Linked DNA regions of Anser cygnoides: region 2 is linked to region 1. A link is a contact called in public Hi-C data. All regions are on one chromosome and are shown on one strand. The core of a region is the stretch at or near the end of the contact, and the rest is flanking DNA. Distances in the headings are between cores, read along the strand shown.

Region 1 (4,584 bases), core at 1,263-3,762:
CATCCTAGTCAGGGTAAATGTCTCCTCTCTGGGGTGTCCTTGCCCATCCATTTCTTCTGTCTGTTGGTGCTATAAATCAATAGTAAAGAGTTTACTTTTAACTATTTAGACTGATAGCATCTTGGCACGCTCTGGGCTTTCCTCATTTGAGGAACTGGTTTTCCAAATTGCCATTTGAAACCAGCATTAGTTATGTCATGGCATCTCTTACAGTAATTCTATAAAGCTCTCCGCAACAGCTGGAAAAGCTGATGAAACCTTTTAAAATAAAATAGCAGTGTTTGTTTAATTTGGAAACTCTATAATTTGTTCTTTTCTTTAAAAAAGAAGCTCAGAAGGTCAGTATGGTTGATGAGAATAACTGAAGGAATTGTGTGCTTACCTACAACACAAGTTCATCGTAAGTCGTCCAGAACTAGTGGGGAAATAGGTAGAAAGATAAGACAGATCTGTGTTAAACAATCTCCTTGTGGAGAAATCTCTTTCCTACCAGGTACTTCAATACCAGTTGGTATTTTGAGTACTGATTTGTATGAAATAAAGGGAGGGGAGTAGTTAACAGATGCGCATACTCCTGGATTATTTTGCTTACCTCTTATAGATATTCCTAGAAGTTTGATCTATACTCTGTAAATTTAGGCTGTTTGGAGGGATCCATTCAGGCCCCTGTTGCTCCCCGCGACTTTGTGCAGAGCGGAGCCCAAGGGAGTGAAACAGCTGCTTTGTGATACCGCCCCTGCAGTTGGGAAGCTTCTGGGGCTGAGGAAGAAGTGTCAGGTGGAATGATTTGAGTGGATTTTGGTCTCTTGCATAAATTTAGAGGCTCTTGTAGTCAAAAGGGACATTTCTCACTGAGCGTTAAGCATGACACTACAGCAGAGCACAAGGCACTAACTCAACATAAAGGGACTTGCAGCCAGCCTGGAAAATGCCCTTAATGTTGCACCTAGGGTGCTAATATGTTTTTTAGTAGACACCTGGTATTAAGGTTCTGTAGGAGTGTCAGAGCTGTTTAGTTTTTGTTAGTTTTAGACCAATTTTTGTGGTTTTTTTCCTTCCTTAGTATTGGTCTTGATGATGAAATGGATCTTAAGTCCATCTCTTCTGTAGGTGTGGTGATTTAATTAAAAAAAAAAAACAAACCACCGTCAACACCTCCCCAAAGCCATGCTTTTGTCCATGATCATGGATACGCTTATTTTAAGAATCAGAACACTTTTGAAGCTACATTTTTGTCTTTTTTGGCACTTTTTCTATTCTTCTATCTTTCTAGTAATAAGAGTAGTGATTCATAATGCTGATTTCATAAGCATGTTGTACTTGCTTCTTGATGTGGGAAGAACAGTCTTTTTCAGAAGACTTTTATTTTTTCCTCTGTTATATATTTTTATATATATATATATATTTCCTCCCCAGGAAAGTAGTGCTTCTCCTGTGTGGAGGCAGCCACAGATTAACGTGGCAGGTATTGTATCTGTCACGGGGAATGAAAGACTTCTGTTCAGAAAGGTTGTAATTACTTCCCTATATTGCCTGTGCAGATCAAATGTATATCATCCTTACGGAAAGAAAAAGTTAACGTGTGATGGTGTTGGCGTATCTTTATTCCTTCTTTCCATCTTAGAAAATATTAAATAGCAGTGGAAGTATAGAAAGAAAGTGTCTATGCTCAAGAGCAGGAAGGATTTTCCCTGTAGTGGAAGGGAACGAATGCTGCCTTGCTTCCTTTCGGCCCTTGTTACAGTTATCGAGTGGCTGCTCAGCCCGTGGTTAGGGTTGCTTTGTTTTCTTTGGGCTGTTCTTTGCATTAACATTCAGAAACCCTGAGCGTAGAACTCACGTGCCTATGTAATTTCGAGATGCTCGTTATGCTGGGTATGAAATCTGCTACCAGTCTACTTCAGATCGTAGTTTATACTGCCCTGTACTTTGGGACTTGGCTAGTTACTCTGCAGATTGGCTTTCTGTCTGTTCTAACTACAGATTTAGATAAGGTTCGTTGTTCTTGCTGGCAATCTTAGGATTCAAAGACTTGGATTAGAGACTCGGTAGTCAGTGCTCTTGGCTACGAAGGTAACTCGTTCATGTGCTTTTTGGAGCTGTAGATGACTGCTGTGCAGAGCCTCAGTCCCACTTTTTCCCTTCCTTTCTCTCTGAAGGATGTGCGGATGGAGCTATTCCTTTCATTTGCAGTTGTTCCCATCTGAATTTTTCGGAGTTCGGTTTGAAAGCACGTGGCTCCAGCCTGCGTGAGACTTCCTGGTGTCCCAGCTACAAAAGGCAGCGCTGGGTTTTTCTTGTGCGTGTGGTACTGTGGCAGGGAACTAAAGGGCTGTTTGTTGCGCTGAGCGGTGTGCTCACCTCACACGTGGGCCGGCGGAGCAGGAGGCCCGTGAGACATGAGGGTGTGATTTCTAATGGGTGTTTGGCTGGGATGACAGGTCCTCAGGCAGCCGTGGCTTCCTGTCTGTTGCTCTTGTTTTTCTCCCTGCGTAAGATTTTTTAAAAATACAAACACACCACAACCTTCACTACTTCATTGTTCCATTGACTTTTTTTTTTTAATTTTTAAGAGGACAGTCCATAATGCTCATAAACTGATGCCACTGGGATATGTGAACAAATAATCAAAGAAGTAAGAATTAATTGGTTTTAGGTGGTCACTGTTTAAAGATGTTTATGATGTGACTACTAAAACTTGTTAATCTAACTTTAACGTTAAAACCTGTTTAATGTGTTTTACTGAAGAGGCAAAAACCAAACCAAAACGCCACACCGAACCCCCTCGAATGTTTGCGTTCTGCAGTCACGTGCTGCATGTTGACAAGGCTGCAAGGTAATAACCATGACCTGCTCTTCCCTGCCTCCCTCTCACCCCCTACTTCCCCCCCCAATCTAAAACCAGCATTGGGAAAAGTGAGCCAGACGTGTATTTGGTGAAACTTGATCTGCTAGAACAAGTCACAGTTACCATGCCCGAGGAAACTGTCTGAGGTTTTTGAGTACGCTAGTTCCACTTCTGGTTAGAGAGAGGGTAGGAATGGAGTCAGTAACTCCAAGAAGTGTGTGTGGTGATTTTTTTTGTGTGCACACAGTGGTTTCTTTCTTTATTGCTCTTAATTTTTAAGCAGGTGATTCCCAAAGTTTTCAGGATTGGGGGTCAGCTGGGATGACAGCGTAATAACAGACTAAAGAGAAGGTTTTGTTAATGGCCTTACTTATAGCCAAGCAGGGAAAAAATGATTGCCACAGTATTTGTCACATTTTTTTGCCACATTTTTTGTCAATCACTTAAAGTGGGGTGGATTACAGAAGCTCCATAATGTGGTTTAAATAACAACATATTAAGTTACGAAGTTTTCTTCCTTTCCAACCTATCGTGTTGTTATTGTAACATTCAGAAATAGTTGTGCGTTTTCTTCAAAACTCCACGCTTTGAATGTGAGAGGTGGAGATTGTGATCTGCTGCATCCAACTGTCTCCCTTCTCTGCTTAGACTGCTCAAAGGCGGCCTCTGGATGAAGCTTTGCCTCCCACCAGCTGGGTGATAAAATAGTTGTGTGTAACTAGTATAAATATGATTAGGAAACTCGTCAGTTTAAACACTATTTTAGATAAAGTTCCTTAATAAAGCTTAAACTTGATATTCCTAATGAAAATAAAAGTACCAAGTGCTTATGTGGAGCACATCTGCTGAAGTTTTTTAGGCAATAAGTAGAACTTGCTAAATTTTAACACAATTGAAGTGCCGGTAAGCAAATAATTGAGCAATATTGATCTGGTGGGATGATCTGATCAAAGACTGGAAACCCAGTATGCTAAAAACTACTGCATTATTTGTACAGTTGCTTTTTTTTTTCTCCTCCTTTTAAGTAGGAAATAAGGAGTTGCTCTGGGTGGCTACATGTTTACTTAAAAAGAAAAAACCTGTTCACTTAAAAAAAAAAAAAAACACAACAAAAAACAACCCCTCCCCAATCCAAACAAACAAAAAAAAAACACCACTCGGAAAATCGTAAGTGATAAGCTTATCATAGCTTACAGAATAAAACTTGCTGCACAAGTTTCACAAGTAATGCAGTTTAACCTTAGCCTAGGTACGGCCTTATATAATGCAAGTAAATGACTTCAAGGGAAATGACTGCTGGAAAATATTTTGTGGGTGTCTGTATATTTTATATATGTATAAATATTTTTTCTCTACCTTGTCTTACCAAGAGGAAGAGGTAAAACTATCCACAATGGATTCCTTTTGTGAGTGTGTTGGCAATTCTTCAGTATCAAATGGCCGTGACTTGGGCTGGGAGCGTGAGCAAATTTTTCTTGATAGGGACGTAGTAATTGCTGCCTACTGCAGAAATGTTTATGTTGATAGTGTAACAGCAGCTACCCTGAAAGATTGGCTACTGTCTGTTTGGTCTTCTCTGCCCTTAAGACAAAGCGAATATTATGTTTTGGGTCTTAAGCCCATGTTCCTGCCTCATCCTGCTGTTTGGCTACCTTTTTCCTATTTCCCAGGGGGCCTTCTTTTGATAGGAACGACACAGTTTTTCTTGCTTCCTCTAGAAGGATGCTCTGAGTTGT
Region 2 (4,584 bases), core at 1,308-3,807, 560 kb after region 1:
TACTTTTCTGCTTATATTTAAATATCTAAATAAAAATAATTAAACTAGGGAGAAAGGAGATGTCCACAGAGAATATACCTGGGAACACACAAGCTATTTAAATTTATTTTCTGATGTAATTCTTTTCGTTGATCAGTGGTTTATATTTTTGGCAGTAGCACTTTTTAAATCTCAAGTTGACTGGTTAAGTTTTATAAAACCCCGTAAGTGTGGCATTAAAGGAAAGGCAGGCCTGAATTTGCAGAGAAATCGGTTGTGCATGAAAGGGTATAATAAAGTTATAAAGTCTGTTTCTCTGGTAACTCCTGTTTCAGCCCAAGAAACAGCTATTCCAGGTGCAAGTGGAAGGGAGAAAAAACATCTGCTTCAAAATTAAAATAAGGAATTAGAAGCTGAAATTAAACTTTTCAAACACTTCAAGCTTTAATAAGAGTGATAATTGTTTTGCTTGGGATCTATTTTCTTCTTATATCTAGAAATAAGAAAAATTAACTTTTTTTTTTTTCCCCTAGAGCTTATCAATTTCAGCAAGGATGTGAAAAAAACAGATTTCCTAATCTACAAAGTGTATTGCTGAGTTGTCAGACAAACCACAGGCTCTGTTCTGACTCGGTTTGCCCAAAGAGAATTTAAGAATCCTTCCTTGCCTTTCAGAGGTGTTTTAGGATTTTCAAATGCAAAATGGATTGATTGAGTCTCTCACTGAGCATATATGTTGATAGCTTTCTTCTCTGCCCACACGACTTACGCATTTATCAAGTTCATGAACTTAAATCAAATGCACAGAGTAAAGATATGACACATGAATACCAAAGCGCAGCTAGTGTGGGTCAAAGATTAGATCTGTCATCGTTACGCAAGTCCTCTTACAGATCTTTTTTACACAGCTTGTTTCTGAGATTGTTTCTAGATTTCATTCTAGCTCTTGTTTATAGAGTACAAAGAAAAAAAAAAAAGTATTTTTTGAAATCAAATCTTTCCTTACCTTATTTTCTGCATAAGCAAGCCAACGGCTTCCGAGCGCTATAGGATTCATGTTTGGCCCTGGACATGGATAGCAGCCTGAAAAGTTTTAAAAGGCAGCATTAAGAAATATCTTACTGACTTCTTGCAAGGAATTTTACTTATTGCCAAGAAAACAAAAAGTCTAAACAAAAACCTTTCAGTTGCTAATATCACTCAGTAAATGCTTAGATTTTTGTTCCTAAAGATAAGACTGTGGTTAGACGAGCTATTTTGAACAGTTAATTATGTGTAAATAATGGTTTCTCCTTATGTTTGCATTTCTTCATGTCATTTTGATACAGCAGGGTGAGGGAGATTTTAAAGGATTGACTCAATTGGTTCTGTATCTTCACGTTTTAATTAATTTTACTTTATTGACACGTTTCAATTGGTCAATGCTTCCACTTCCAAGCTCTTCCAGATTTTTGTGGTGTGAAAATGTGCATTGTGCTTTTGGTTTTGTTTTTAATTATTCTACATACAAGCCTTTAGTTTCTCAGAAGACTTTTGCATATACTTAACTTTACAGTGAATTTGTCATTCCTTTAAAATCAGTAGCAAAATTTCCATTGTTCATCTGCTTTTTATTACGTTATTAAAAATAGATAAATACACGTGTATAAGGTGAAAATAAAATGTGCAACAACTGAGAATATCACACTTAACTACTAAAATTAAAAACAGAAAATTTAAAACTACTGAAATCAACTAGACAATGGTGAAACAAATTAAAAGCTTAAGTAATCTACAACTAAAAGTAGCATGGTGACCCTCACCCTAATTGCTATTACCGTCCTATTTCCCTGTCTTGTTTCCCCTCTTTTGTTTTTTGTCATTTCAGATTAAGCCCCCTGGGGTGGACGGCTGCTCTTCCTACACCACCGTGTAGCTGTTGCCTGCATTTAGCACTCGAGTCCTACCAGCGTGTCTGAACTTTAACATGCTAGCCCTGACTCCGTGCACGCCTGCGCCGCGTGGTTCCAGCAGGCCGGTTTCAGTGGGATCCTTTGTCCAGGTAGGAGTCTGAAAGTTCAGATACCGAAGTCACACAGATGAAACCAGAAAACTGTTTACTGATTAGGGCCCTGATAACAGGATTTGAGCTTGAGTGTTCAAACTTAAGCTAGTAAACAAAGGCCTTCAGCCACGTGCATAATGCCATTTACTAGACCTAAATCCTTTCTGGTACACAAAAGCCTATATAAATAAGAAATATCACAAAGCGGGGGGGGAGAAGGAGGGGACATCAAACAAACGGCCACTCTCTGTTTTCAGCAGCTCCTGCACTAATACAGACAGGTCAGTAATTCAGATTCTCTTTCACTGGTTGGACAAACCCCAAAACATTAAAAAACTTATAGACTCATCTCTCCTCTAAAGGAGCCCAGGTCAGTCGATCCCGTACCACAGGCAGAAGGAGCACGGTGATGCAGCAAGCGGCATTTTAGAAAAACACAGAAAAAGAACAACAAAAACGTATTGCGTAAGATCCCATTCTGAAAAGTAACATATTAAAAAAACTTACAGATATCTCAGCTAGTATTCCACCAATGTCTCTTTTTGTCAGACTCTTGGATAGTGATCTGCTCATTACAGCGAGAAAAAGCAACTGTATTCACCTTCTTCATTTGACAAACATCGGGATCTTTTCTAACAGGTCCCCAAAACGTCCGTTTAGTGAGGACAACAGGCTTTAAGCTGAGCAGCATCATTTTCCAGGCTCGCAAAACAATGAGAAAGGTGTGTGGGTGATTAACTACAGTGTACAGACACAGTTTTACAAAGATTTGATGAAACTCAAAGACACGTTTGATGGCATTTGGTTGGCACGAGCACGAACAGCTGCTGTACCGCTCCTGCTAGGCCAACAGCTCCAGCTCCTTTTTTAGACCGGAGCAGTGAGGGTATTGCAAAATTCGGAAGATCACAGCAAGCTATTTCAAAGGTCATAAAGCACTGGAAGGAGAAAAGCAGCAATTCATCGAATTAAATCCATCTCAGGCCAGGAAAGCAAAACCAAGCGAGTATTTTCTAAGGCCTTATCACTGCCTTCATCTCAGGAAGGAAAACGAATTCTGAAGAGATGATGCCACAATTGTTATTGCATTCCAGAAGTGCATAAAATGTGGGTAGCCAAAGACTCTTAAGGAACAAAGAAAGCAAGAAAAGGTTGTAAATACAACCCCAAGTAGTAAATACAACCGTGTTCTTCCGATGACATTATAGATCATGACCAGTAAGGTTTTAACGCTGACTTCTGCTTCGGCAATCCTCATCTGGGTCGGTAAGGACATTCAGGTCCACCAGATTTTATTTAGTTTTCTCCCCTTTTACGTACAAAATAAATCATTAAAAGCTGTCAGATGACAACCCTCATCACACAGATCTCCACAGTGACTTCAGAATCACTCACTCGCATTTCCTATATTCTGCAAGCACCTCGTAATATCCTCGCAGCAGAAAACAAAAGGAGTATCACTCAACAGATGCTCTGTAATGACAAAAGCAAGCATTTTAACAACTCGTGGCAAAAAAGAAATGTCTTTCTTGGAAACGGGCACTGTTTCAATTATTTCTGTGAACTGAAGTAACTGAAGAGCTACAAAAGAGCATTATTCTTCAAATCACAAATCAATCATACACAAAGAACAAAGTGAAGTTATCTTAAGAACAGAACTGTTTTCACCAAACCTATTGTAGGTAGTTTGAACTGGATTGGTCAATTAGATACAGCTCCACACACACATCAGCCAGTTCTAATAATATCCTCCAGCGAGGTCAACAATTCAGCTCAGTACTAAACTCCTCTCCGATACGAAAAACAGCATTAAAAAAAGAGCTATTTCCTCCCTTTCTTTTTCTTTGCAAGTCTATGCATTTTGGAAACTCGCTGCAGCACAAGGATAAACAAAGGGTTATACTTTATGGGAAGGAAAAGCAAATTGTTTTTCTGCTTTCCAAAAAAACAGCTGGAGTCAGCAGAACATCATCTACTGGGCAAATGGGACGACAGACACGGCGTGACCTACCAAGCTCCACCGCCCCATCGCTACAAGCCCAGCTCTCTTAAAGATTAACTTCTATTTCTACCAAACTTCAAAACAACTGAGGAAAAATCCATTCTAAGCAACAACAGCAGCAATTTTAGCATGTTTACAATAAGGACGAACATGAGACTGCAGAACTAGCTGTCAAGAAGACCAAAGTTTCCAAGTTTTACTGACAGCATGGAGAGGTCATCCAAGAAAAGATCACGAAGGGGAAGTCCTTCCCATAGTACAGCAAATCGAGCAAGTACTAAAAAACACGAGACCTTACAAATAAGCTTCACCAGCACTATCACCCACAAAGATATAGGCAAAAACCTATGGGAAGCTATTTAAAATGCTTTAAGCATACACTTTATCTCTCTGTGCTTTATGATGACACGCACAGGAAGTACACTACGTAGAGCTGTGAAAAGGCAAAATGAGAAAAACACAATTCTCAAAGTCTGAATGAATCCAAGCCCTTCTGCCACCTTACCGAGGCACGGTGCCCAAGTCCAAGCATCTGCAGCAGGGGCGGAGGGGAAGCGAC

The links. Hi-C and Micro-C count contacts between places; a contact is called where the count stands out from the background.
Region 2: a Hi-C map of liver shows a contact between it and region 1, with 7 times the contacts expected there. The contact joins two enhancer-like sites. A contact is called at or near these places in 2 of 7 Hi-C or Micro-C datasets (both in liver).

The regions. Positions count from the first base shown.
Region 1 is chr18:9,991,944-9,996,527 of Taihu_goose_T2T_genome, forward strand. All of the region lies in intron 3 of MED13 (mediator complex subunit 13), which reads left to right. Among named protein-coding and RNA genes, the nearest start is that of MED13, 17 kb to the left of the region's middle. Within about 2 kb of position 2,513, at least 1 of the 3 cell types and tissues checked has open chromatin away from gene starts, as enhancers often do. A contact at or near this core is called in liver, where this site is marked.
Region 2 is chr18:10,549,109-10,553,692 of Taihu_goose_T2T_genome, forward strand. It overlaps BCAS3 (BCAS3 microtubule associated cell migration factor), which reads right to left. Exons shown (of 26, transcript XR_010825687.1): 10 at 986-1,062. Among named protein-coding and RNA genes, the nearest start is that of BCAS3, 64 kb to the right of the region's middle. Within about 2 kb of position 2,558, at least 2 of the 3 cell types and tissues checked have open chromatin away from gene starts, as enhancers often do. A contact at or near this core is called in liver, where this site is marked.